Linked DNA regions of Mus musculus: regions 1, 2, 3 and 5 are each linked to region 4. A link is a contact called in public promoter capture Hi-C data. All regions are on one chromosome and are shown on one strand. Each heading gives the region's core, a stretch centred on a gene start, on an enhancer-like site or on the middle of the called end of the contact. The rest is flanking DNA. Distances are from core to core; before and after follow the strand shown.

What was found. Promoter capture Hi-C pulls out the DNA fragments that hold promoters and counts their contacts.
Region 1: a contact with region 4 is called in a promoter capture Hi-C map of liver, with 4 times the contacts expected there. The contact joins the promoter of Poc1a here to the promoter of Hyal2 in region 4. A contact is called at or near these places in 7 of 39 promoter capture datasets (the C10 cell line, cranial neural crest, embryonic stem cells and 3 more), 2 of 484 Hi-C or Micro-C datasets (the HPC-7 cell line and embryonic stem cells) and 1 of 9 other capture datasets (pancreatic islet).
Region 2: a promoter capture Hi-C map of neutrophils shows a contact between it and region 4, with 3 times the contacts expected there. The contact joins the promoter of Twf2 here to the promoter of Hyal2 in region 4. A contact is called at or near these places in 5 of 39 promoter capture datasets (the C10 cell line, HPC-7-derived erythroid cells, liver and 2 more), 1 of 484 Hi-C or Micro-C datasets (B cells), 5 of 115 datasets of contacts at active chromatin or transcription factors (astrocytes, bone marrow-derived macrophages, embryonic midbrain and 2 more) and 3 of 9 other capture datasets (adipose tissue, liver and pancreatic islet).
Region 3: a promoter capture Hi-C map of liver shows a contact between it and region 4, with 2.7 times the contacts expected there. The contact joins the promoter of Plxnb1 here to the promoter of Hyal2 in region 4. A contact is called at or near these places in 1 of 39 promoter capture datasets (liver) and 1 of 115 datasets of contacts at active chromatin or transcription factors (pancreatic cancer cells).
Region 5: a contact with region 4 is called in a promoter capture Hi-C map of the C10 cell line, with 3 times the contacts expected there. The contact joins the promoter of Iqcf5 here to the promoter of Hyal2 in region 4. A contact is called at or near these places in 1 of 39 promoter capture datasets (the C10 cell line) and 1 of 115 datasets of contacts at active chromatin or transcription factors (pro-B cells).

Annotation. Positions count from the first base shown.
Region 1 is chr9:106,279,565-106,285,070 of GRCm38.p6, forward strand. Poc1a (POC1 centriolar protein A) reads left to right here and starts at 1,497. Exons shown (of 11, transcript NM_027354.2): 1 at 1,497-1,892; 2 at 3,288-3,372; 3 at 5,317-5,488. The coding sequence starts at 1,875.
Region 2 is chr9:106,199,627-106,205,094 of GRCm38.p6, forward strand. Twf2 (twinfilin actin binding protein 2) reads left to right here and starts at 3,482. Exons shown (of 9, transcript NM_011876.3): 1 at 3,482-3,658. The coding sequence starts at 3,634.
Region 3 is chr9:109,092,403-109,097,745 of GRCm38.p6, forward strand. It overlaps Plxnb1 (plexin B1), which reads left to right and starts at 3,034. Exons shown (of 38, transcript NM_172775.2): 1 at 3,034-3,243. Gm7628 (predicted gene 7628) reads right to left here. Exons shown (of 2, transcript NR_168955.1): 2 at 1,440-3,430. Ccdc51 (coiled-coil domain containing 51) reads left to right here. Exons shown (of 4, transcript NM_025689.4): 4 at 1-961.
Region 4 is chr9:107,567,004-107,571,810 of GRCm38.p6, forward strand. It overlaps Hyal2 (hyaluronoglucosaminidase 2), which reads left to right and starts at 2,160. Exons shown (of 4, transcript NM_010489.2): 1 at 2,160-2,230; 2 at 3,101-4,067; 3 at 4,489-4,578. The coding sequence starts at 3,147.
Region 5 is chr9:106,513,321-106,518,876 of GRCm38.p6, forward strand. Iqcf5 (IQ motif containing F5) reads left to right here and starts at 1,253. Exons shown (of 2, transcript NM_029300.1): 1 at 1,253-1,342; 2 at 2,230-2,683. The coding sequence starts at 1,339. The coding sequence ends at 2,672. It also overlaps a transcript of Iqcf3 not described here.

The DNA of each region.
Region 1 (5,506 bases), core at 247-2,746, 1.3 Mb before region 4:
CTGGTTTAAGGTTACTTGGGACTGGGTTTCAGACCCAGCACCCACGTGACAGCTCACAACTGTTTGCAACGCCAGTTCCAGGGGATCCGGCGTCTTCATAAGACATCAGACATAAGTATGGTACATATACATACAGGTAGGCAAAACATTCCTACATATGACATTCCTAAAAAAGTAAAAATAAAAAGTCTGTGGCTGCCAGAGGAAGGAACGCTAGGACCACATAGAGAGACCTTATCTGGAAAAGCAGCAAACTGCTACAGCTTGGGAATTTCCTGAGAGGCAATTCATTTTGACATTGTAGGAATATACAAACGTGACCATCATGTTTCTGGCATGGGGTGCTCGTGACACACTTATTGACAAGAGAAAAACTGAAAACTGTTTATGGGAAGGCTGGGAATTTGTGAGCACCTATTTTTGTCTTGAGACTTTCACCTTGCCTATGTTAAATTAGCTTAAACATTTCTAATGTCAAGGTACCAATTCTATGCCAACATAGTTAAAATAGGATCAGATATAGATCCTGTATCTCTCATCAAAACACTAAAAGAATTATTTTTAATGGTGTGTGTGTGTGTGCCTCAGGAGACAAGAGGTGTTGAACTGCCTCAGAACTGGAGTTCCAGGCAGTTGTAAACCATCTGACATGGGAGCTGGGAATAGAACTTTCGTCCTCTGGGAGAACCATATACACTCTGAACCAATGAATCATTCTTTTAGGTCCAAATACACTCCCCCACACGCCAGTTTCTGAGTTTACTGTCCCTGCAGATTTAGGGACACAGTTTCAAGCCTAGGCATGTGGTAAGAAACCTCAGGACACAGCCAGATCCTAATTAGTGTTTTGAGTATGGACAAGTTGGCCGGCCCAGGAGAGATGATGGATGGAAGGTTCTTGAATCTTACAAAACATCCAGTTCAGGTCAGATGCACAGGTCACTCTGGGCTTCGGCTGCTTTCATTGCAGAAGGTGGAAAAGGACGGCCTCTGGTGGTTCCGCCCGACGATTGCTTCTTTCACCTTTTTTTTTTTTTTGGAGCTAAGGTCAGGCTACGACCCAAAGCCTTCTTAAGGCTAAAGAGTTCCGAGCAAGACGGGCCGCAGTCACATCCCCTCTTAAGACAAACGCGGAGGCAGGCCCTCGGAGTAGACGCATTTTTCCTGAGGTCACCCAGTAGAGAATTAAGAATTGAACATATGTCTTTCTGCACCATGGTTCTGACTCTTGAATGACTCCATTTTTTTTTTTTTTAAATAGACACTTAGGAGTATTCGCAGGAACGAACCATTCTGGGGTCCCAAGGCGCTAATAACCTGGTTCTCCATGGCGCCTTGATCGGACGTTTTAAGCCAAGAGCAAGGCCAGTCAGTATCCTCCTTCCGGGATACTTAAGCCTGTCACTCATAATGGTAAAACTCCGCCCGCCCCGGAGCATCTCGGTAAATGTAGTTCTACCTTTATTAAGACTGTGGGGTATAAGTGCTATGTAGAACTTCATTTCCCCGATGGCTGCGCGCTCCGTTACCTGAGCTAGAGCTGAAGGGCCGAAACCTTCATCTAAGATTTTTTTTTTTAAGTTCTTAGGAGGAAAGTGTGACAGCGAACTGAGGCTTTTGGCTGCTCGGCGGGTCACCTCATCTGGAAGAGCGGGAGGACAAGAGCTTGACGCCTATCGAACGACCCGACTTCCGGTCGGCGGACAAAAACCTAGGGCGCTTCTCCTTTAATTGCGGTGGGCGGGACGCGGCGACGCCACCGGCGTTGCTATTGGTGGCGATTGGGGGCGCGGAAACTGAACTGGCACAACTGCCGACCCAGCTATCTCTGGCACTTGGGGCACAGCTGGTCCTACCAGCCCGCTAGCCCCGCTATGGCTGCTCCCAGCCAGGTAAGTCCCTGGATAGTGAGCACCTGACTGGTTGGAACAATGGCCGCGAGAGAGGCGGATGGTGACGCGGGGTTCTAGGGTGACCTCCTCATCCAAGGTTACGGGGTGGATCCGGGCATTGACTTAGCACCCCAGGTGCCAGGCTAGATGTTAGACCACCAGGACGAAGAAATAAGTCTCTGCCTCTGGAATGTACGGCGTATTGAGGAAGACACCATCAAGGCCCGACCCTTGTCGTGGCCTGGGGCGAGCCTCGTAAGCTTGGCCTCTTGTGAGCAACAGGTCTTTTTTGGAGGTGACATCCTTTTCCAACAAGTAGAAGCAGTAGGCCATCGGGATGCCTGGGATAGCGGAAGCCTGCAGTGTGTCCAGGGCTCGATTCTGACCCCTCCCCCCACTCCAGAAAAGGACTTCAAATTGGTCCTTTAAATAAGAATTTGCTTCCACAGGGCCAGGTGGTACCTGATGCACCTGAGAAGACTTGGGTAGAAATAGAAACCAGACTTTTGAGTGCCGATTTGATATTCTGTTTACATTTAGCTCCACGCAGATTTTAGGGGAAACTGTTCAGGGAAGAAGGCATTGGGAAGGGGTGTCACTGATGGAGTCAGACCTGAATCTGCTTCTGCCCACTGAGCCTAGGATGGACACTTCCTCACCCTTGTGTTTCTGAGAGGCTCTGGTGAGGACAGGAGAGGGAATGAGCCCTTGCTCCTTAGTTGATTCTTACCCCTGAACTACCAGGCCATCTGTTAAAAGGCGTGAACCTGCAGGTGTGCTTGGGGGTGGAGCTGGGCACTGGGCCTCACCTTTGTTTGGGGTAGAGCTTTGTGGAATAGCAATGGCTTCGCTGTATCATAGAAATATCCTTTCCCAAGCTGGGTTCCTTGGAGCTCTTCAGGTGGTTTGGTTGTGTGTGTGTGTGTGTGTTTTGTCGTTTTGTTTTTTTTGTTGTTGTTGTTTGCTTGTTTTGTTTTTAATTTTTGGTGTTTGAGGTGGAGGGAGATAACTTACTATGGTCTTGGCTCTCTTGGAATTTACTGTGTGGACCAGGCTGGCCTTGAACTCACAGTTCCACCTGCCTCTGCCTCCCAAGTGCTGGGATTAAAGGTGTTTGTTCCCCACACTGGGCCCATATTTGATCTGTTTGTTGTGGATTTATTGATTCGTCTGATCGTTTGTGTGGTTGTGTGTTTGCTGATCGTGAACCCTTCCTTGCTGTACTCATTTGTCCTAGCAGTTTATAGTGGATTCCTTAGAATTTTCAACATACGAGATCATGATTTGAGTGCTTTTAACGTCTCCTGGTTATAGGAAGAGTCTTAGTTCCAGGGAGGACCTGTTATCTCGTTATAACCATTTGACCTTGCTTTTTTTTTTTTTTTTTTTTTCCAGGAGGACCCCTCACTGGAGAGACATTTTAAGGGCCACCGAGATGCAGTCACCTGTGTGGACTTCAGTCTCAACACCAAGCACTTGGGTAAGAGAAGGCCTCAGGATTCTAAACTGAGACGGCTGAGTTTCTCACTGGGAGACGTGGTGTGGGGATGCCAGATACAGCAAGGACATGCTGCTCTTTCTAGCCTTGGCTTTGCTTCTAGCTGCCAGCCTTCTGGATGCTGGGCTCAGTAGGCTCCATAAGCTCCTTTTGCATGTGAAGAGTATAATGACAACTGTCTATAGCTCCAGTCCCAAGGGGCCTGACGCCCCCACACAGAGATACTTGCAGGAAAAACACCAAATGCACATTTTAGAAAAAGTATTAGAGACATACTTGTGTACACACTCAGGAATCCCATAATGACATTAAATTGGAATCTATAGTATGTACCGCAGAGGACCTGGGTACAGAGCCATGCAGGCTCTGTGCATGCTGGTAATGCAGTCTTGAAGAGAGAAACTAGGGCCAGGCATGGTGGCATGTAGCTTTAATCCCAGCACTAGGGGAGGCAAAGGCAGGTGGATCTTTGTGAGTTCCAGGACAGCCAGGGCTCCACAGAGAAACCCTGTCTCGAAAAACCAAAAAAGGAAAAAGAGAGAGACAGAGACAGAGACAGAGAGACTCTTTTTTTTCCTGTACATTCTAGCTACATCTTCAGTCTGTCCTGTGGCATGGGCCTCAAACTGGCTGCTTTTGAGTCTTCAGTTTGATTGCCAACAGTAAAGCGGCACATTTTCTTGTTTCAGAGGCCTGCCAAGTGAAAACGACGTTGAGTAGGGTCTGTCTCCTAACTCCATACCACTGCCCCTTCCTTGGACACTTTGGGGTTCCTAAGCAGCTTTCCTGGCTGCTTTGTTCGTGGCTTCAGCTCACCTCTTTGTCCAGATGCTGTGTTTTGCTGTAATCAGAGAAGGAGCTGAGGCCATTTTTTTGTCTTCTCCTTGGGCTTCCTATTAAGTTTGGTTCTTTCTTTTATTTTTACCCTGTCAGTCTGTCTGTTTGTCTATCTAGCTATCTATCTTTTGGTTCTTTGGGACAAGGTTTCTCTGTGCAGCCTTGCATGTCCTGGACCTCACACTATAGACCAGGCTGGCCTTGAACTTACAGAGGCTGCTTGCCTTTGCTCTCAAGTGCTGGAATTAAAGGTGTGCATCGCCACCGCCACTTGGCCTTTCTTTTATTTTTAATTTATTTTTAGATTTTCTTATTTTCTGCACATGAGTGTTTTTACCTGCATGCATATCTGTGCAGCACATTTGTGCCAGGTAGCTCCAGAGTTCAGAAGAGAACATCAGATTTCTTGGAACTGGAGTAGGGACTGTTGAGAGCTGAGCCCAGATCCTCTAGAAGAGCAGCTAGTGCTCTTAGTTACCGGGCCATCTCTCCAGCCCCAAGTTGGGTCCTTTCTTTTGTTTTCTTTCTTCTAAAGATTTATTTACTTATGTATATGGGTGTTTTACCTGCATGTACATTTGCACACCAGAAGAGAGCATTGGATCCCATGTGACTGCAGTTATAGATGGTTAGGAACTACCTGTGGGTGTTAAGAATTGAACTCAGGAGCTATGGAAGACCAGCCATATTATATCTCCAGTCCCAAGTTGGGTCCTTCTAATAGTAAAAGGCCTTTGTGTCTGACTGGCTCCTGAGTGCTGGGAGTGCTTGCCCCTGAGCTCTTAGAATATCAATGGGGAGACCATGGGCCCTACTGGTTTAAATTTCATAGAACCTTGGTGTGCAGTACAGAAATGTCATGTAAATGTCCTGTTAGTCTTGTGTTGGCCTGCTGCAAGGAGATCTGCCAGGCCATAACTGGCCAAACTATAGGTCAGCAGTCATAGGAGATGTGGGCCATCCCAGTGGGATCCTATCCGTGCCCTGCTGGGAATGCCTGGGAAGGTGGAGCTGGGCCTGTCCCTAGCATTGAGGTGGGTGCTCAAGGTTCCTGAGATCTGAGAATCATCATGTTACTACTCTCCTCAGCCAGTGGCTCCATGGACTCAACCCTCATGATCTGGCACATGAAGCCCCAGTCACGTGCCTACCGCTTCACGGGCCACAAGGACGCTGTGACCTGTGTGAATTTCTCCCCATCGGGACACCTTCTTGCCTCAGGCTCCCGAGACAAGACTGTTCGCATCTGGGTACCCAATGTGTGAGTTCTGGACTTCAA
Region 2 (5,468 bases), core at 2,232-4,731, 1.4 Mb before region 4:
TATGTCCTTGGAGGTGTAAGAGCGGGCTCAGAGTGCTCCAGAGTTCTATTCACCCTCGACCTCATCTTCAGAAGCCCGCTCCCAAATGTCTGCCCCTACAGTTAAGATGGCTTCTCGCCTGCGCAAGTGCCTCCCTGGAGTGTGAGTGACGGACAAGAGGAACCTATGGGAATTTAAGAGGGAGTGTAGCTCCTTTCTCCTGCTGGTCTAAGGTGCAGCCTTGGACTGAGGGAAGTGGAAATTTTCACCAACCTCTTTTGTTTTGAGAAGGCGCTCACCATGTCATCGCTCTGGCTCAGGATGTCCCTTTACCCCTAGATAGCTATAACTATTGGGGGAGAGCGCCTGTCACTTTCTGTCGCCTAAGTCTAGGTGCCCCTCTGCAAGGCCTCAATTTCCACTTCATAAGGGAGGACTCAGACCCACAGAGGGGAAGTGTTAGACGCCCAGGGTTCCCAGTATGACAGTGTAGTTGAGTCAGACCACCCCTCAAGCCATTTCGCTTCCTCTTTTTTCCTCCAGGAAACCAATTTAAAGTCTCTAAGGCCTAAGGATGGATGGATGAGGGGTTCCCTACCGTTGACTCTGCTCCTAAGCCCAGCCTAGTACTCACTAGGCCTCTCTTCCTTTAGTCAGTTAGCCCTGTTTTGCCAGCAGTTCCTCCTGCCCAAAGAGGAAGGCTCTTGGGAAACAGCTGCACCCCAGTAACTGGGGTAGGGGCTACCCTACTGAGCCCACCCAGTAACAGCCACACACTGGGAGTAGGAGGACAGTGTTAACAGAGGGACTGCTGAGCCCGGATGTAATAGTAGTTCTGATAGTGCCTGGCCCAGCTGTGAATGGGGACAAGGTCTGAGACACTCCCCACTCCCAACCCCTGCTTCCAACTAAGGAGGAGAAGGATACATATGATAAATCTTCCTTAGTTACTTTAGTTCTTGCTATAACAAAGTATCTGCAAAAAGCAACTACAGAAGGAGTAGCTTCCTCCATCACAGCAGCAGCAAGAGAATCGGGGATGCTAGGCAGCTGGTCATGAGAGTCTGCCACCAGGAAGAGGTGTGTTCAGACCCCAGCCCACAGCGGGTGCTGCTCACATTCAGGCCTGGTCTTCCCTCCTTCTTAAACTTTTTGGGGAAATGCCCTCACAGACAAGCTCAAAGGTTCCACACCTGGATAATTAATTTTACAATCAAGACCATCACCACACTGTTTTACATAAGCTTGCATTGCCTATTTACCCAGCCTTGACAATCACAATTCTTGTCAAAGTTTTAAAATGTTTGCCTACAGTAAGTAAGATTCCAGATACAGCTCAGTTTTCATGTATTTAATGAGTACGGACCAGGCAAGCAGCTCCTCATCGACTTGTGGGACAGCATCCATCTTTGTGGGTGGCCTGTTTCCTTTATCCAGTTTTCTACCTCACCACCTTTTTTTTTAAACCTCTTTTTTTTTTAAAAGATTTATTTATTTATTTATTTGTTTATTTATTTATTTATTTATTTATAAATTATATGTATGTACACTGTAGCTGTCTTCAGATATTCCAGAAGAGGGCATCAGATCTCATTACAGATGGTTGTGAGCCACCATGTGGTTGCTGGGATTTGAACTCAGGACCTTCAGAAGAGCAGTCGGTGCTCTTAACCACTGAGCCATCTTGACAGCCCCCTTTTTTTAACCTCTTCATTTGTTGACAAAGTCCCATGTAGTCCAGGCTGGCCAGGAACTCACTATGTAGCCCAGGCTAATCCTGAAACCCCCACCTCCCTCTCTCTCTCTCTCTCTCTCTCTCTCTCTCTCTCTCTCTCTCTCTCTCTCTCTCTCCCTTCCTTCTTTCTTTCTTTCTTCCTTCCTTCCTTAGCCCAGGCTAATCCTGAAACACCCCCCCCTTTCTTTCTTTCTTTCTTCCTTCCTATTTACTTATGAGACAAAAATCTAACCATGTAGACCAGGATGGCCTTGAAGGCCTTTGCTTCCTTAGTTCTGGATTATAGTTATTTGCCAACATACCTGATTTATGTAGTGCTAAGGATCAAACCTAGTACTTCACACATGTCACGCAGGTTAGAATGATCTATCAGCTGAGCCAGCCCAAGGATGCCATTTGAACTTGAGTTCTCTCACAGATTTGGGGTGTGTGTGTGTAGTATATACATACACTGTGTATGTTAGAGTACAATGTGGAAACCAGAGGTGGATGCCAGCCAGTCAGCCTCTATTGCGCTTTCTCTCTCTCTCTCTCTCTCTCTCTCTCTCTCTCTCTCTCTCTCTCTCTCTCTCTCTCTCTCTCTCTCTCTCTCTCCATTTGGCTGGGTTGGCTGACTAATAAGCAAATAAGCCCCAATAGGTATTGGCCTGTCTCCTCAAACTCCCTCTCCCAAGGTCCCCAGCCTCCCTGCACAGTCCAAGGGGAAAGCCAAGTGTCTTCATTCTGTTGCCGGGAATCTGAAATTATATGCTAACTCAGCACTTTACTGACTGAGCCATCTCTCATTAAGTTATCTATTTTTTAAAGTTTTTATTTATTTCAGTAAAAAAAAAATTTTGGTGTGTGTCTGGGTGTTTGGCCCGCATGTATCTATGTGCACAATGTCCGTGTCTAATCCCAGGAGGCCAGAAGAAGGAACAGTTGTGTCATGTGGGTGCTGGGAACCAAACTTGAGTCCTATGCAAAAGCAGCTAATGCTCTTGACCACTGAGCCATCTGTCCAGTCCCGTTTATCTATTTTTTAATAACAAGGTCCAGGGTGGAGAGATGTTTCTGAGGTTAAAGAGTACTAGCTGCTATTCGGCCGTTAGTCTGTAAGAGCAGTAGGAAAGGCTGCTGGGAATAGAGGCAAGGTCATTAGGAATTGGGAAGTTCCTCAGGTTGACTTCCAGTCCTTCCACCACTGGGTCACACTTAGCACATGCACCGTCTTTTTGGAAAACTTTCCTCAGCCTTGTTAGGTCACCTCGGTCTCTCCTACCGTATTCCTTCCAAAATTCATTTCCTCCTATGGCCATTCACTTTCTCAGCGTTGGGCTCCAGACACCGTGCACCTGATGACTGGTAGGAAATCAGTACACACACACACACACACACACACACACACACACACACACACACACACACACACACACACACACACATACACACACACACACTCACACTCACGACCACACACGAGCGCGTGCCCACCTACACTGAGATCACCTCACCATCACAAACGGGTACGCCTGGATCGGCCCTCACTCTCAAACCTCCTCCGCGGCAAGCTCACAGCCCCTCCCACGCCCAAGTGCGGATCCGCCCACAGACCTCCAGGATCCTGGCCTACAAGGGACCACCCACACAATCCCTTGGGGCCCCTTCTTGGCCATGAAGGTGGTAGCGGCCGGGCACTGGGCCATCCGGACCCCGGCGCCCGCTGCGCGCACGCGCGGCACCAATGCCCGCCTCTGCCGGCCTCGCCCTCCGGGGGCGGGGCGCGCTGGGGGCGGGTCCTGCGGCACCGCCCGGGAAGCTGCGCGAGGCTCGGTGCCGTCGCCACATCCTCCGGAGCTCTGGGTCCAGGCGAGCCGAGTCGAGCCGGGCCAGGACCAAGAGGAGAACTCCGACGGCACGGGCGAGCCGAAAGCTGAGCCATGGCGCACCAGACCGGCATCCACGGTGAGGGCGGATGGAGGGCGGACAGGGGCTCCGCCGCGCTGGTTCTCCGCGCTAGGTCCCTTCATCCTTCTCTTCCTTGTACCCTCCTGGGAAGCTTCCTGTTCTCTTTTGCAACCGCGAGTCCCTGGGATGGACACGTCTTGGGGCAGAACAGACTGTTGTACATAGCTGGGAGTGGGTGCACATGGATGCACACAGCGAGGGTGGAAGTATCTTGTGTACCCAACTGGGGGCGGATGTGCCTGTGTATACTGGTCTGGGTATTTTTGTTCTTTTCTGGAGGTGGGGTGTACCCGGATGTGCACATCTGGAAAAGTGTACATGGGTGTACACATGTTCTCTGTATACAGTCCAGTATGTGCACATCTGGATGAGACTTGGTTATGCCTGTCCAGGCTTCTTCGTGTGCATGCACTAGTGGCTGGTTTTGGACACTCTAGGTTCCATCTCAGACATCAGTGTTTCCTGGCTGCACGCACAGAAACTGTGGGTATCTGCATGTGTGCACAGTTCAGGCACATCTCAGTATGTGTGTGTTAGCATGGGTGTTTGCATGGGTGTCTTATGACTGACATGGGCTTATGTGTATGTGTGGAGAGGGTAGCCTGACCTTTTCTCCTTTCAGGACCCCTAGACTCTTGCAGACTAGGTTGGACAGAAGCTGGAATGGAGCCCTCCTTCTTAAGTAGAATGGGGAGAACTGCACATCTGACCTTGGCCTCTGACTTCTTCCCTTTTCCATTGTGATCTCTCTATCGCTGCTCCAGCCAGGCCTGCAAAGTCCCAACTTCAAGCTGGAAGCAGGGGAACGGGTCAGGATTCAGACTTTATAGGGGAGCTCCTGCCTCCACCCTCATCTACAGGAAGCTTCTACAGCCCAGGGCGTGACACCCATAGCCCCCCTCCAGGGCCCCAGTTTCCTCCTTGGAGAGACTTAAGAAAGAAGCAATAGCTGGGAGCCAGGTATTTTGTCCCCATTTGTTATGGGCCTGGAAGGGCTGCTTCCCTGGCCAGTAGGGAAGGCCAGGCTGCTTGCCCAGACAGCTTGTTGGTTTGGCCATCAGCCACTCCTACCACCACATCATGATTCCCTGACCAGGGCTACCACCATCGACCAGCCTGACTGCCGGAATCCCTGCCTGCGGTTGTGGCTGCTTGGTGGATGGACAAGCCAAGAGACTTTCCCTGCCCTAGCCCATCCCCATCCTGTTTGTCCTGAGCATGCAGGGACCTGGATCAAGCCTGGCCACCCACAGGTGGGCCAGCCTCTCCTAGAGATGGAGGAGCAGGTTTCTTGAGTCAGCCCCAAAGAGGGGAACTGTCAGGGTAAACTGCTGCCTGGCCTGCCCCTTCCTTCCTCTTTGTCTGGTCTGAGCTGCTATCTCCAAGAGGGAGGAGGTGCTACGAAGTTTTACACACACACACACACACACACACACACACTGCTTACAGATCCTGTGGCCAAGGCTCTGCCCTATCCCTTCATTCCCTATGAAGTGAGACAGGCCTGCCCAGGGGAGCCTCCCAGTCTCCTGCCTATGAGGATGTGCACCTTCTTTTGTGCCTGCTGGAAGTGGCAAGAAAGACCACCATGGAGGATCAGGTGCCAGCCTTGGCCAGGCCATAGGTGTAGGCCTGCTGACCTCAGAGTGGGGCCCAAGAGGGACAGTAACCTGAGGCTTGCTAGAGTTGGAGGTGGGCAAGGTGGGGGCGGGGAGGCATGAATCTTTGATGAAGGAGGCTCAGATGTCCCAGGCCTGGCCTCTAGATTATTGATGGTGACTGGGGAGACATTGGGGTGGGGTAGGAA
Region 3 (5,343 bases), core at 1,784-4,283, 1.5 Mb after region 4:
TTTTGTAGGTAGTACCTATTTACATTAATTATCGAAGTTTTGTGCAAATGTCCAATTAAAATATCTAAGAATTTGTATTATTTAAAAGGTAGTTATATCAGACTCAGTTTTATCATTGATTTCAGAAGTCTGGGACTTGAAGTTTAGCCTGGAGTGGGGGCTCACCCCCTTTAGTTCCTTTCTCATCTCCTAGTGGTCCTAGCTCAGGACTATGTTGGATGAAGTTAGCCCTGGATTCTCACTTAGAATGTCCTGACACTGTTGCCCTCTGCTTGTTGGGCCTTCCTGTGTGTGGGCTCAATCGAGTAGAGCCTCACCTGGTGCGTGGCTTGGGGAAGAAGAAGCGATGCCGTTCTGGTGCTGAAAGGAAGAGACTGGGGTCATCATTACAGATCCGTGCTGGTCTGCATATCCCTGATACAGAGTCCTGTCCATGCAACCTGGGACCCTCAAAACGGCACAGGCATAGTCCAGGCCCTCGCTGGCAGCAGTGTGGAGACGAAAGGAAGGGAACAGTGAAACATGGAAGTGGACCGCCCTGGGAACCTTGACCTCTCTTCATAGGGAACAGTGACCCTTGACCTCTGCTAAATGGCGTGGGTGGCCTTATGTAAATAGAATTTGTGGAGTGTTGCTCTGTGCTGAGTATTAGCTGTCTAGAGCCTTAGTGGAGAGTCAGTCTAACAGCCTCCCCCAGAGGGCACCCCCACCCGAGTGCACCACAGCTGTCCTCTTCCAGGGGGAGCTTGTTTGTGCCTATGAAGCCAGAAGCCTTTCTCATGAGCAGCCCTCTCTGCTTGGATACTGTGCTCATTTCTAAACAGCAAGTGTGGCCCGAAAATGGCTCCTAAGTTCTTTGAATCTCTGAGAACCTAATCTCTCGGTCAGTTGATCACTTATTGTCATACAGTAGTTCCCTGCAAATAAAACAAGCCCAGCACCTAAGGGTGTTGATACCCCTGAAGGGCCAGGAGGCACCGTCTGTGTGTACAGATGAGGGATCGCTGTGGAAGGCTGTATCGCTGTGGTCAGGCCTCCCTCTGTCAGGCATGCGTTTGAGTGGGCTGAGGGGAGAGGATTCCCCGTTCATGAAAGGGGCTCCTACACGTTGCAGAAGTAGGGAGGCCAAGGTAATTGAGGGAGTGGGTGCAGACTGACCTGGGCAGGGTGGGGATAGGTTTGGGGAAGTTGTGGAGCATAAGGGGGGGGGGGAGGAGCTGGAGAGTTGGAGTGACAGTGTCAGGGAAGAGTTGTCATGGTGCTGACAAGGTGCTATGTGACTGGGATCAAGTGCTCAGAGGGGGGTGGGTGGGGGATGGGGAAGAAGAGGGGTGATCTGAGGTCTAAGGGAGGGGTATTTTGGAAAGCAGGCAGATGAGCTATAGAACCCTGTCTTAATTAGTTTCTCTTGCAATGAAATACCATGACCAAAAAGCAAGTTGGGGAGGAAAGGGTTTATTTGGCTTACACTTCCACATCATTGTTAATCACTGACAGGAACAGAACAGGACAGGACAGGACAGGAACTCAAGCAGGGCCAGAACCTCGTGGAGGGGTGCCGCTTACTGCTCAGTATGCTTTCTTACAGAACCCAGGGCTACCAGCCCAGGGGGGCCCCACCCTCAATGGACTGGGACCGCCCCTGTCAATCACTAATTAAGAAGATGCCCTACAGGGGGATCTTATGGAGCGATTTCTCCACTGAAGTTCATTCTTTCAGATAACTCAAGCTTCTGTCAAGTTGACATAAATCAAGCCAGCACCCCACCCCCACCCCACCCCACGGGAGTCTGAGGGTGTGATGGTAGAGCAGCCTGGCATCAGCCCTTAGTGAAGTGGCAGATACGGAAGACGGCTTCCCCCGATTTAGAGCCCTCTAACCTTAGAGGCTTCCAGGTGACGTATATGCAGTTTTTCCCTTTCTGGACACTATGCCAATGGCCTTGAGCCAAAGTCCTTCAAAAGCCCTCAGGATGGGTCAGGTCCTGGCTCCACAGATTGCCATTGGCAAGCCCGGGTGTGAACCGCCCTGCATAAAGCCCTCAGGAGAGAACCTCTGCCCAGGGTTTCCTTCCCAGAAAGACCCAGGTGTTTTCCAAGGAGGGAGTCCAGACTTGCTCAAGGCTTCTGAGTTCTGCATGGCTCCAGGTACAGGCCGTGGAGGAGGGAAGGAAATAAGACCCTACTTCTGCACCTCACAGCCAGTATGCCCTGCTTACACAGTTCAGCTTTGGTGGTATTACCCCCTATTAGTCAGGGAGCAAAAAGGTCGGGGTGTGTGTGTGTGGGGGGGGAAGGGGTGTCAGGTTACATGGCTTAGTGATGGCGCAAACTCAGGTCCAAAGCCCGGGCTCTCTTCAAACAGCCAGGGGTGGGGGCCGGAAGGAGAGGTTGGGTGTTGTGGAGTATTGAAAGAAGGAAAGGTGGGCAGGGCCAGGTGAGAAGAGGAGAAGCTGGCGTCTAGGAGACCAGGTGAAGAAAGTTGGGGGGAGAGGATGGCTCCAAGGGCCGGGATCTAGAAGGGAATGAGGGCGCTCCGGGCGCTGGGCGAGGTGCGTTGGGGATAGTCAAGATGGTGGTTATGGAACAGGCAGAGCAGGTGTGGGGCACAAGTCCCTCGAACTCTGGCAGGACGGGGAAAGGCTCCAGTGCTGTATCTCAACGCCCAGGTAATAAGGCTCGCAACCATGGCCGTAGCCTCTTGGTCCTAAGCGGCGCGCAGGTGAGGCCCGGCTGGGCGGGGCGGACCGCCCACGCTCCCGGCTCCGCTCCTCACCCTACACGTCTGCGTTGCCATGACTACCGCCCGGGCGCTGCAGCCCCCATTTAATGAGAGGGGTTGATCACCCCCCCAGGCCCTTCACAAACTCGGATCCCGCGGGACCGGAATGCGGGGTCCCGGATGGCTGGGGCCGCGTACCCCGTTCTCCCGGCAGCTTCCGGCCTGGTCCGGGCGGCGCGCGGGGGGAGGGCGGCCCGACGGGCGGGGGGTGGGGGGGTGGAAGGAGCGGAGCCCGGGCCGGCCGACGCGGCTTTGTCTCCTTTGTTCCCAGCGGAGGCAGCGCCGCGGCGGGAGGGGCGGGCGGCGGGCGCAGTTTTTTCCGCCCCTCGGTCTCCGGGTAACAGCTGCGGCTCCGCCAGACCCACCTCCGAGGGGAGGGAAGGCCGCCGCGCGCAGATCTGAGCTAGCCCGGAGCTGCGGGCGGACGCCTCGCCGCGCGCATCCCGCAGGAGGGTCGGGCGGTGAGTTGCGAGACTTGGGCAGGGAAGGCGGGGTTGCAGGCGAGAGCCGCGCGCACCCAGGTGGAACGGCCCGAGGCCTCGATCCCGCTGGGCACAGGCAGCCGGAGTGGTGTCTCCGGTGGGTGGCTTCGGTCCTCAGAGTTGGGACCACACTCGCGCGCGCGAAGGCAAACTCTGGCGGCACCGCCTGTAACGCGATTGGGAGACAGAGGAGGTGGAGCTGCTCCTCCGCGCCCCCTCCTCGCTGCCGCCACCGCCGCTTTCGGGACCGGCCGGCCCCTTCCCCGCCCTCCCTGGGCCACTGGTGGGGTCTTTGTCCCGTGGAGCGGCGGAGGGAGGAGGGTTGAGGATGAGTCGAAGCAAGGAAGTGGAGGCTTCCCCATAGGATAACAGATCTTTCAGGCAGAGACTGACAAAGGAGGACCACGAGCCTTTTAACACTTGGACTCTGTCTCGGTACCCACACACCCAGCCGGTGCTTGACGAGCGCCTTAATTTATGGCGGGTGTCTGGTAAATGATGGCTCCCTTCCACCCTACTCAACATCCAGACGGCAGGTGTGTAGTGCACACCACTTCACTGTCAAAAAGTAACTCTCCCTTTTAAGTGGATACTGGGATAGGGGCGGGAGTGTGGGTGGCCGAGCTCAGAAAGGGAAGGCCAGTTTCCCCCAACTCCCAGACAAGTGCAGATGTGGAAGGGGCTGAATTTGTGAGTCTTCTTGGTTGTGAGAGCAGCTGCAGGAGAGGGTTAGGTGTTGCTTGTCCTTTGCAGAAGTCAGGCAACCAGTCTTGGGCCCTGCCGTAGGGTTTCGGGGAGTGTGGGTTCTAAAGAGGCCTATGGGGCAGGCCTGGGCACAGGCAGAGTTAGTTAGACTTTGGCGATGAGCCTGGACAGCCTGAGATGTGGGGAGTTAGGGAGGAGATACTGGCAGTGCAAGTTAGGGACGTGAGGCTTGGCTCCAAATAAGCCCTAGTCCGATCATTAATAAAACTGGGCCGATTCCTCGGCTTTTGAGATGCTAAGAGGCTTGAAAGCGGAGTGTGAGCTCCATATTACCCCTCTAGTCTGGATCTCCTTGGCAGTGAAATGGGGGCTCTGTCACCATGTAGGGAACACCTGCTCTGCGTTGGGTCTGCTGGTTACTGGAGCCTTCTTATAAAAAGCAGGTACTCTCTGCCTTTAAAGAGCTCTTGTCTAGGGTGGGAGGACGGAACAGAAGAAAATGGTCTCGGGGCCCACTCATGCCAGGTACACCCCAGAGGAGTCCTTCCTCCCCTCCCACTAATGGGAAATCTGAGGCTCAGAGCCCAAGGAAGAGCAGGATAGATAGGTCAGGCCTGGTAGCTGGGCGTGTCCATTTCATCTACCACACAGGGTTACCTCCTCGGGAGCCGGAGAGGCCTCAGGAGGCTCCTCAGGGAGGTGATGGCAGGGTGTGGGAGGTAATGGGAGACAGAGGGAGTGGGCATTCCAGGCTGAGGGAACAGCCCTTGTATTGGCAGGGAGGAACAGAAGAACAAGCCTGCAGTTTAGGCTGGAACGAGGGGCATGTGTGGGGGAGGGTGTGGGGGAGAGGGTCTTGACCTTTCTCTCTTCAGCCTGAGGGTACCCCAAAAGCCTGAGTGTGTGCACTCCACTGTTGTTTAACAAAATTCCAGTGAGGTCCTCATAGGGACTAGAGATGCCTCTGTGGCGTGTAGCTGACGTCCAGTGAAATCTGTGTGCTAATGTGGAGGAGAAAAATGTCAGTCTCCTTTGTCCTTCCCTGCCCGTGGTATGCAGCCCTATGGATGTCGTTTCTTACAGAGAGTCAACCTCTGACCTGTCCACTGAGCTTTTTGGAGCCCTCACATTTCTGTGTGTTCCCCTCAACTTCAGTTTGGGGAGTGGCTTTGTTACTGCCCCTTGAGGGCTGAGAAACTTTGGCATGCAGTAGGCGCTAAGCAAATATTTACAAGCTCATGAAGCGGCAAGTGCTGGCCTCACTGTGGGACCCTGTGCCCAAGGCCCAGGGTCTGTAGCCCAAGGTGGTTGGAGAGAGTTAGGCAGAAGCAGAGAGCAGGAGATGGCTTCTGCTCTTCCAGAGGAAGAAACAAG
Region 4 (4,807 bases), core at 910-3,409:
ACAATAGGAGAGTCAGGGCAGTGTTTCCCTACTCCATCCGGCTGGGCTAGGCTCACTTCCTTCCTGCTGGCAGCCTAAGGAAGTGTCCCTGCCCTGGACAGTCTCGCCTGGACTTTGTTTTCCCAGTAGTCCCCACCCTTGGAGCTTCCTAGATTTTTGTCCCTTGTGAAGCCAACACAATGGTGACCACAGCCTAGGCTATACACCCAGCTCCCCTGCTTTCTATTGGCAGAGGGACTCCCTAGCACTGGGGAGGTGAGCCCCTTGGACGGTGAGGGGTTGTCAGTTTAGGTAGATTTGAGAGCAGGCAAATTTGCCTGGACCTCCAAAGAGGTCTTCCAGGAATTCGTATTGTGAGCTTCCTCTCCCATAGGGACACAATTCTCCCCCCACCCCATATCACACAGCCACAGGCATCAACACATTGTCACATTGTCTTTGTCACAGGTTGGATACTTCTGCTCTTGATGGAAAAAAAACTGACTCAGCTACTGGAAGAGCCCACCACCCCCACCCCACCCGTTTTCCCCTCGTGCAGGATGGTTTCTTCTTTGGCACCTGCTCTAGGGGACCATTCGCTCAACCACCCAGCAAATTGACTCCCATGAATACAGCCAGCCACTTGGGCCCCCTCACACCCTACTGGATTTGAGGATGATGCAAAACTTGGAGAAAGATGAGCCCTTGGTTCCTAGGCCCATATCCTTCCCATCACCTGGCACAACTCATGCAGACCTTCCTGAGAGGAAGGGTGCAAAGGGCAGCCAGCCACCAAGGGAAACAGGGTCAAGGGGCTCTCCTCCCCGCCCCCCTGGCCCTTTCCGCCTGGAGGGCAGCAGGAAGTGAGGAGAAAGAGCAGGGATGGGAGGCGGGAGGGAGTGGGTGGGAAGGAATGGGGTTTATCAAATCCCCAGCAGACTGCCCAGAGGGCAGCAGCTGGCGCAAGGAACCTGGCTGGAGAGACTCTACTCAGGTGAGCGCAGAGTAGTACATAAAGCTAGTCCGCACTGCCATAAATGCGTGTACTCCTGCGGCGCTCCCTAGCTTCCAAGCTTGCGGTAGGGAAAGGGGCTGGCGGCCAGAAGCGGACTTTCGGAGATTTGAGTCGTGCATTGGAGAGCAGATCTAAGAGGCGAGGGTACAGGTCTAAACCTAGTCCTCACTGGAAGGGGATTGCAAGGCAGAAAGGTTCAGAATATGGAGTCGGGGTACTAGGGAGACACTGAAGCCTCCTTTCTACGAAGTCAGGCCCGAAACTTTGGCAAATTGCTCTTTATTTGGAGTTGAGTGGGTACCCCTATGGACAACCATCCCACCTTCACCTCGTCGCAGAGACTGGTCCGGGGAGAATCCAGTAAATTGGCAAGCCCTGGCGTGGATCCGGTGAAAGTGGCTAGATCACTTTCCCCTTTGGCCCGACTGAACTTCAATCCCTTTGGCAAGGCAGCGACCCACCCCCCTGGTTACCAGGACAACCACTATGTCTGCTTTGCCAAAGGAGGGCTCAGAAGCTGTACTAGGCCCCCTCCTCTAGACGGGCAAAACAAAAGGCGGGGCTTCCTTCTGACCGCAGACAGACTAGTGGAGGGAACCTGGGCTCAGCGAAGGCGGGTCATTAATGTTCCAAGAGGTTCTGGATCCACTCGTGTCAAAATCTCTTACACTAGACAAAGGGCCCACTTTGCTAGAGTCCATATTCAGACAGGTGGGATTGAATCCGCAGCTACCCCCAGTCAAGGCTTCAGCTATAAGCTTTTATTTCAAATGCCATTACCACCACTACCCCCTCATTCCGCTCGCGCCCGCCCCATCCAATGTTCTATCCCTTTAAGAGGCCAGCTGCAAAGAGTGGATTGTTCCACTGACGACAGATTGTGGGGGTAATATCTCAGGCTGGTTAGCTCTGGTGGCTAAAACCAGCGGGAATCCCCATTCCAGGAGGTATTCAATCTCAGATACATAACTATGTTCCTCTACAGAAGATCTAAGGGTCCTCGAACTCGAAACGCAGCACTGGCAAAAAGGAAGAGAAACACACCCTCCCTACGAGGCCGTAAATTCTGCCATCCACCCACCTCCGAGGCAGGATTCTTAAAGGGCCCGCGGGCCTCGGGGCGGAGCCAACAGAGGCTCGAGCTGGGGCAGTGCTTGGGCGAAGGGCCGGATCGGGCTTGGTTGGTACCAGGATGGCGGCGGCCCTGGCGTGGGTCCTGGTGGCGCCTGGTTCGAGGTGAGGGCGGGCGTCGCAAGCCTGGTGACTCTCTTCCTGTGAGATGGGCTCTGAATCTCTAGGGGCGCCCTCATAAGTGACCCAGGAACCCCACCCCCACCCGGCTGAACTCTGGCCCCACGTGCGGGGCGGGGGCGGGGTCCCGCACAAAGACCGGAGTGGAATACTCTTTACCCGGGACCCCTTGTGCTGGGAGGTGAGGGTGTGGGCCGGTCGCGAAGTGCTCACACAGATTCTTGGTGGCTGTGGTGGGAAGGGCAGGTCGGCGAGCACCGCGGTGGGAAGTCCGCTGCCCCTTTGTCCCCGGGGCGCCTCCTCCTATCCTAAGAGTGTCGGTGCCCGAGACTAAGTCCTGACGTTCTTGCTCTTCTGCTTGGCGCACATTGCACAGATACCAGTTCCTCTGCAGTGTACCTAACAGCTTCCCAGCTTCTGTATGCGTTGTGCCCCAAATGCTGTCTCTTCTCAGAATCAATTCTGAGTTCGTAATGAGGGTGGGGGACATGGGGTGTTCAGAGTGTTTTAAAACTATTTACTGTATGGTATACAGGCATGTAAGTGACTCTAGCAGTGAGTCGGTAGCCTAATCAGTCCCTTTTTCAGAAAGGACATGGACCTAAAGGAGATTCTTGCCCAACCACGGGCAGCTCCCTGCTCTAGAAAGAGCTCTGTGGTTTCGGTAAATTCCCTAAGGTCTTTTGCCTACCCATCAGCATCCTGCTATCTCCCAAACCTGTTACAGCCTCGGCCATCTGAGCAGGAGCATGGTGTGCCGCACAGTATGGGTTTGGGGAGTTTATGTGGGATGAAGGTGCGTACACATCTCTGGAATTTGCTAGACTGACTTGTTCTCTCTCACACTTTCTTCAGTTCCTGAGCTGCTACCAGGCAGGTAACACTTCCTGTAGCCCCCAGCATGCGGGCAGGACTAGGTCCCATCATCACACTGGCCCTAGTGCTGGAGGTAGCATGGGCCGGGGAGCTTAAGCCCACAGCGCCGCCCATCTTCACTGGCCGACCCTTTGTGGTAGCATGGAACGTGCCCACACAAGAATGTGCCCCACGCCACAAAGTGCCACTGGACCTTAGGGCCTTCGATGTGAAGGCTACACCGAATGAGGGTTTTTTCAACCAGAATATCACCACCTTCTACTACGACCGTCTAGGCCTGTATCCACGTTTTGATGCAGCCGGGACATCTGTGCATGGCGGTGTGCCTCAGAACGGCAGCCTCTGTGCACACCTGCCCATGCTGAAGGAATCTGTGGAACGCTACATCCAGACCCAGGAGCCTGGGGGGCTGGCAGTCATTGACTGGGAGGAATGGCGGCCTGTATGGGTTCGAAACTGGCAGGAGAAAGATGTTTACCGACAGTCTTCACGCCAGCTGGTGGCCAGTCGGCACCCTGACTGGCCATCAGACAGAGTAATGAAGCAGGCCCAGTACGAGTTTGAGTTCGCCGCTCGGCAGTTCATGTTGAACACTCTCCGTTACGTCAAGGCAGTCAGACCCCAGCACCTGTGGGGCTTCTACCTCTTTCCTGACTGCTACAATCACGATTATGTACAGAACTGGGAGAGCTACACGGGCCGCTGTCCCGATGTGGAGGTGGCACGGAACGACCAGCTGGCCTGGCTCTGGGCTGAGAGCACGGCTCTCTTTCCCTCTGTGTACCTGGACGAGACACTGGCGTCCTCCGTACACAGCCGCAACTTTGTCAGTTTCCGTGTTCGGGAGGCCCTTCGAGTGGCTCACACCCACCATGCCAACCACGCCCTCCCCGTGTACGTCTTCACGCGTCCCACATACACCCGAGGACTCACGGGACTGAGCCAGGTACGTGTTCTCCCTTCCTCCGGGAGCCACTGCATGCTTGTGTTATCGGGGACCAGAAGTACTGTTCCATATCTGTTTTAGTCTTGTGGAAGGGTGATGTCACCCCCATTCTGTAGATAAGACCGAGGCCCAGAGATGCTGAGAGGTAGCCAGGAGCCTGTAGCAAGTCCATGAAAAGTGCACAGAACTAAACCAGGCATCCTGACTTTGGGGTCAGAATGTGTAACCTTTGACTTTGTGGGTTCATGCGTGGGCTCTTGGCCTTGGAGACTAAGGTCCAAGGTGAGGATAGAAATGGGCAGAGCGGCCTCTGCCTGTCTAGAACTGTCCTAAGGTCAGCAGGTTAGAGCAGGTCTGTTCTGAGTCTCCTGCGACACCGTCTGGTGCCAGTCTTGCTCAGGAACCATCCCTCCCCACACAGGTGGACCTTATCTCTACCATCGGTGAGAGTGCCGCCCTGGGCTCAGCTGGCGTCATCTTCTGGGGCGACTCGGAAGACGCTTCAAGTATGGTAAGGGAGACCCACCCGGCCTTCCAGGGCTGATGAAGAGTGTATACTTTGGCTTCTGCCCCCCACCTGGGTGTACACACTGAGTATAGCTTATCTCCTAAGCATAGCAGCTTTGTCCCTGGACCCAAGAGGGAAGAAGGGCACCCCCACCCTGTTCCCAGGAAGAGGAAATGCTATCTTGAACAGCTGGAGTTCCGCCCTTCCTCATCCACACAGCTGGGCTCCAGTC
Region 5 (5,556 bases), core at 3-2,502, 1.1 Mb before region 4:
GTTGGAAATTCATTTTCTTTGCAACTCCGTCATCACATTTTAGTTTTGGGAAAAGAGTCTGCTGTGCGGAGATGTGCCGCTGAAGGCTCTCATCCTTTGTGCTCACTGCTTTTCCGTGAGCTGGAAAGATGGTGGCTTGCATCATTTATTAATACTGTTTTATCTTAGTTTCTTTACATTCCATCATTAATTACTTTATACGTATGTGTGTCAGTATAGGCTGTGCATGCAGTGCCCTTGGCGGTTAGAAGAGGGTGGTGGATTGAAGTTACAGATGGTGGTGAGTTACCATGTGGCTGCTGAGAATTGAACCTGAAATGAAAAATCTTTTAAATTTAGACCCCATTAACAGGCTGGTACTTAGCATTAGTTTCCAAGTCCTGTCGCCACCTCCCCGCCCCCAAACCTGAGCCTAGCTCCAGTCTCTAGGCTAATCCCCAACAAGACCAGAGTTTCCAGGTTATTTCCCCAACAAACCTGCACTCCCAGGTTACAAGCCCACCCCCTGCCTAACGACCACCAATGCATAGGGGAGCAGAAGTTAAGTTTATGATACAGACCACAATAGCCTTCCACCTCGATGCTTGCACATGTGTTCTCTGTTTGCTGCTTACTACAAAGCCTTGCCCCGATAGATATTCGGGATCCCCCCCACACACACACCAAAACTGTCTTGCATGATGGTGGTGCACTGGGGGCTGGGGAGCATCCTTCTGTCTCCTCTACCTCTGTAGCCCTGGAGCTGCAAACATGTGCTACTGAGCCCAGTTATTTTATGCAGGTTCTGGGGATCAAAGTTTACATAGCTATCACCTTAATATCTGAACTCTCTTCCTAGTCCAAAGATGCTATTAAGAAAAGATTTATTCTTATTTTATGAGTATTTGCCTACATGTATGTCTGTGCATCACGTGTGTAGTGCTCATGGAAGCTGGGAGAGGACTTTGGGTTCTTTGGAACAGTTGTGAGCCACCATATGGATGCTGGGGACTGAACCCAGGTCCCCTGGAGCATTGCCCAGGGCTCTTAACTATTGAACCATATCTCTCTAGCCCCAAAGAAGCTTTCTGAAGGAGTAAAAACATACTGTGGGAAGCAAGTAGATTTGAGTGGTATAAAGGTGTGGGTTATGAGAATTTGTATATGGGTGTATTGGACCCTCCGGTCATAGCCAGTGACACACAACACAGGTGCTGAGAATGTTGGTTATTGGAAGCCGTCCTGGTGCCTGTGTCATAGGCACCCTTATGACGTCATCACTCCTTCCATCTACTCTGTCTGCTGGATCAGAGCTAGGAGAGCAGACCGGAGGGTGATGGGAACATCTAGCCCCTAACCATGGGTAATTTGTAGAATTCAGATCTCAGGGGGGAGGTTTAGCCATGCATGCCTATCTCAGGGGACTGAATGTTTTATAAGAGATTGATCTTTCCAGGAATGGTCAACTCACAGCCCATGTACAGTCTGCGGATGAGGCTAGCTAGGAGCGTGGCCCAATATAAAGTTGTAAACTTCCTTAAAGTGTTCTGAGGTTTATGTGTGTGATTGATTTTGTTTTGTAACTCAATCACGTGTTGTTTTTGTCTTTGCTTTGTTTTTCTTTTTCTGTGTGAACATAGAAGGTGACAAAGTAATTCACAATGTCTAAAGGTTGGATACACTTCATAGGGCTCAGTAAATGTCTCCTAGTTACCACAGGAGGGGTTTTATAACAAAGGCCATAAATAACTAGGTATAGTGGCCCACAGCTTTAATCCCAGCACTTGGAGAGGCAGAGGCAGGCAGATTTCTATGAGTTCAAGGCCAGCCTGTTACTGGACAGCCAGAGCTGCATAGTGAGACCCTGTATCTCTCTCACACACACACACACGCACACACACACATACACACACACCCCAGAAACTGAGTCTAGTTCACTTAGCACAAGGGAAAGCATTCTTGCTTTCTAATCTACTTTCTTCCCAAACACAGAAAGAAAGTTTTAAATTATTATCACAACAGTTATTATCATAACAGGTACATGTCCAGAAACTCAGATGTTAGGTTGGTGTATTCAAGCTGATTAACTGGCATGTACCACAGGAAGTTCAATTTAGCTGGTCTCCCGGGTGCATCTGTGGCCCTGCAGGGTTCTGCAGCTCTTGAACTTCCTAGATAGAGGATCGGGATTCCTGTCTGGCTCACCCTGAGCTCCCTAAGTGTCCTAAGTGGTCTGTTCTCTCTTGCAAGGCCCAGAAAAGTCTACGGCCATGACAGAAACATCTGCGGCTGTGCGCATCCAAGCATGGTGGCGTGGCACACTACTACGACGCACGTTGCTGCATGCTGCCCTCAGCGCGTGGATCATTCAGTGCTGGTGGAGAAAGATAATGATAATGTTGCAAGGGAAGAAACGGCGGATGGCTCTGGAGTTATACGCTCGAAAAACGTGGGCAATAGTCAAACTGCAGTCCTGGTTCAGGATGTGGCACATACGTCATCGATACTGTCGTTTGCTGAATGCTGTTCGCATCATCCAGGTTTATTGGCGTTGGCATAGTTGTCACACTCGTGGCTTTATTCAGGGCAACTATGAAATCAAAGAAAACCGACTGAATATTCAACTTGAGATTTCCCTGGGCTCACAGGCTTGTAAGGTGGAACAGTGCATAACCCTACCAATAAAAGAGTGATCAGGTCTGCTACACCCGTATTCTCTGCTCTGTAGCAGAAGGATTTCCAAGTCACTATTAGGACCAACACGGCTTTAATCACACTAGTGCCTGGCAAATCAGCTCTGAGGGGCACTACTGAGAAGGAGCCTCAGTGGGGAAGTATGTGTGTGTGCTTGTGTGGTGTAGTGTGAGACATATGCATGTGTGTATGTGGTATATGCATGTGTGTGGGTGTATGTGTATGGTGTATGAATGTGTCTGTGTGTGTTGCATGGGTGTGTGTGGTATGTGTGTATAGTTATTGCATGCATGCATGTGTGGTATATATGTGTGTGTGCTTGTGTGGTGTAGTGTATGATGTGTGCATGTGTGTGTCTAGTATATACATGTGTGTGTGTGGGTATGTATATGGTATATGAATGTGTATCTGTGTGTATTGCATGTGTGTTTGGTATATGTGTGTGTAGTGTTTGCATGCATGCATGTGTGTGTCTGTGGTGTATTTGTATGTGTGTGTGCTTGTGTGGTGTAGTGTATGATGTATGCGTGTGTGTGTGTGTGTGTGTGGTATATCCATGTATGTGTATGGTATATGAATGTATGTCTGTGTGTGTTGCATGTGTGTGTGTGTGGTATATGTATGTGTGGTTTATGTGTGCGTGTATATAGTATTTGCATGCATATGTATATGTATTTGCATGTGTGGTGTCTGTGTGTGTGGTATATGCATGCGTGCATGTGTGTGTGGGTGTGTGTGTGTAGTGTTTGCATGCTGTGTGCATGTTCATGCACACGCAGAGGCTACCCTTAAACTCACTATGTAGTTAAGGGTGAACTTGAACCTTGGAACTCTTCCTGCCCCCATATCTCCAGATCATAGGTATACATTACAACACCTAAATGTGTTTGCTTTTTTTTTTTTTTTTTTTTTTTTTTGGATTTTTTTTTTCTAGACAGGGTTTCTCTGTGTAAACCTGACTGTCCCGGAACTCACTCTGTAGACCAGGCTGGCCTCAAACTCAGAAATCTGCCTGCCTCTGCCTCCCAAATGCTGGGATTAAAGGCATGCATCACAACTGCCCGGCTCTTGTTTGCTTCTTTAAAACAAGTCTTGCCATATAGCTGGCCTTGGACTCAGGTCCTCTTGGTAGCTAAATATTCCTTGGTGTATACATAAAGGAATGGAAAACTTACATCCCCATAAAACCCTGAGCATGTGTGATTACAGAAGTTTTACTCATAACTTCCCAACTCTGCAAACATCTGAGATGTCCTTAGGCACAAGAGGGGTTGAATAAACTGTAGTTGTTAAGGCCTAGGCAAAATGTTAAGGCCTAGGTAACCGTTATCTGGCTAGCCTGCCATTATAAGGAAACTTTCTCATATGTTTCTGCTGTTCCAAGAAAACTCTCTAATGTCAAGATTGATTGTATAGTCTGTTATGTCCTGTGCCCTTGGAAGCAAATCATGATAGAAGTCAGTAGAACTGTTTTGTTACAGCTGCCCACAATAAACTTGGAACCAAACCAACCACTCAACAGTGATTTCTGCACCTGTGTATAAGCTTTTATGGTATAAGCTGCCCCTGGGATGGACCTCAGCGTAAGAGAGACACCTGCACCAATATAAGAAACCATTTGGAGTTTCTTATATTGACTCTTATATTTGGAGTTTCAATATAAGACTTCCATTTTGAGGAATGGTCCAGTAAAGTTTAAGTTCCTTGGAAACTGACATCCTACTTGGCAGAAAGAGACATGTATGTGGGTAACCGACATTCTGGTTGGCAAGTTAAGACACGAATATCAGACAAAATGAGTCCCCTGCCACAGCTGAATACCCCAACCAATAGGAGTAGGACAAATGTACAAGAAAGACATGTTCCTAAGGAAATCCCCCAGCCCTAGATTCTGATTGGTGAAATAACTTGGCATATATGTTTGTGGATTTTGGGCTTAAAAACCCTGTAGGATCTTAACTTGGTCACAGTCCCGTTTCTGAATCTGGACCATGGCCCTGGTCGACCATTCTTGGGTCATATGCTCAATAAACCATCCCTGCCTGACTGAGATTAGTGTTTGTGCGGTTTGTAGGGCGACTCCTGGACCCCAACAGTAGTACGTCCCTCAAGTGGTAGATTAGGTGGTGTTAAAGGGAGTGAGCCACGATAACATATGAAAGAACTTGCATGCACGTTACTCAAGGAAAGAAACCAAACTTCATACTGTGTGCATCCAGCTAAATAGCATTCTGGTAAAAAACAAATGAACAAACAAATACACTATGGAGAAAGAAAATACTTGTCAGTGATTGGTTGGTTGAGGAAGAAGTATGTGGCCCAGGCTGGATTTGAACTTGCAATCCTCTAGTCTCTGAGTGCTGGGATTACAAGTGTGCACACCTAGTTGAGCACATAGAAGCTTTTTTATTTAAAGTTTTATATATTTATTATATGTAAGTAAACTGTAGCTGTCTTCAGACACACCAGAAGAGGGCATCAGATCTTGTTACAGATGGTTGTGAGCCACCATGTAGTTGCTGGGATTTGAACTCAAGACCTTTGGAAGAGCAGTCGGTGCTCTTAACCGCTGAGCCATCAGCCAGGAGTTATTTATTTATTTATTTATTTTTAAAGGAACTTAAGCTATTTTTCAAGAGTCCGTAATGGTGAATCCATGGCAAATCCGAGAGCACACAGCAATGGGAAGTACACACTTGGGGTGAGGTTGGTGTCAGCTTGTGGGCTTATGAAACAAATGTGCTTTTCTGGATGGGGTGCTGATAATGAGGGAGGCTAGGAGCGTTTGGGGACAGGGATGAGGGGTAGAGTCTCTGTACTGTCAATTTATTGTGAACTTAAAATTGTACCAAAAAGTTAAACAAAACAAAACAACAAAAACTA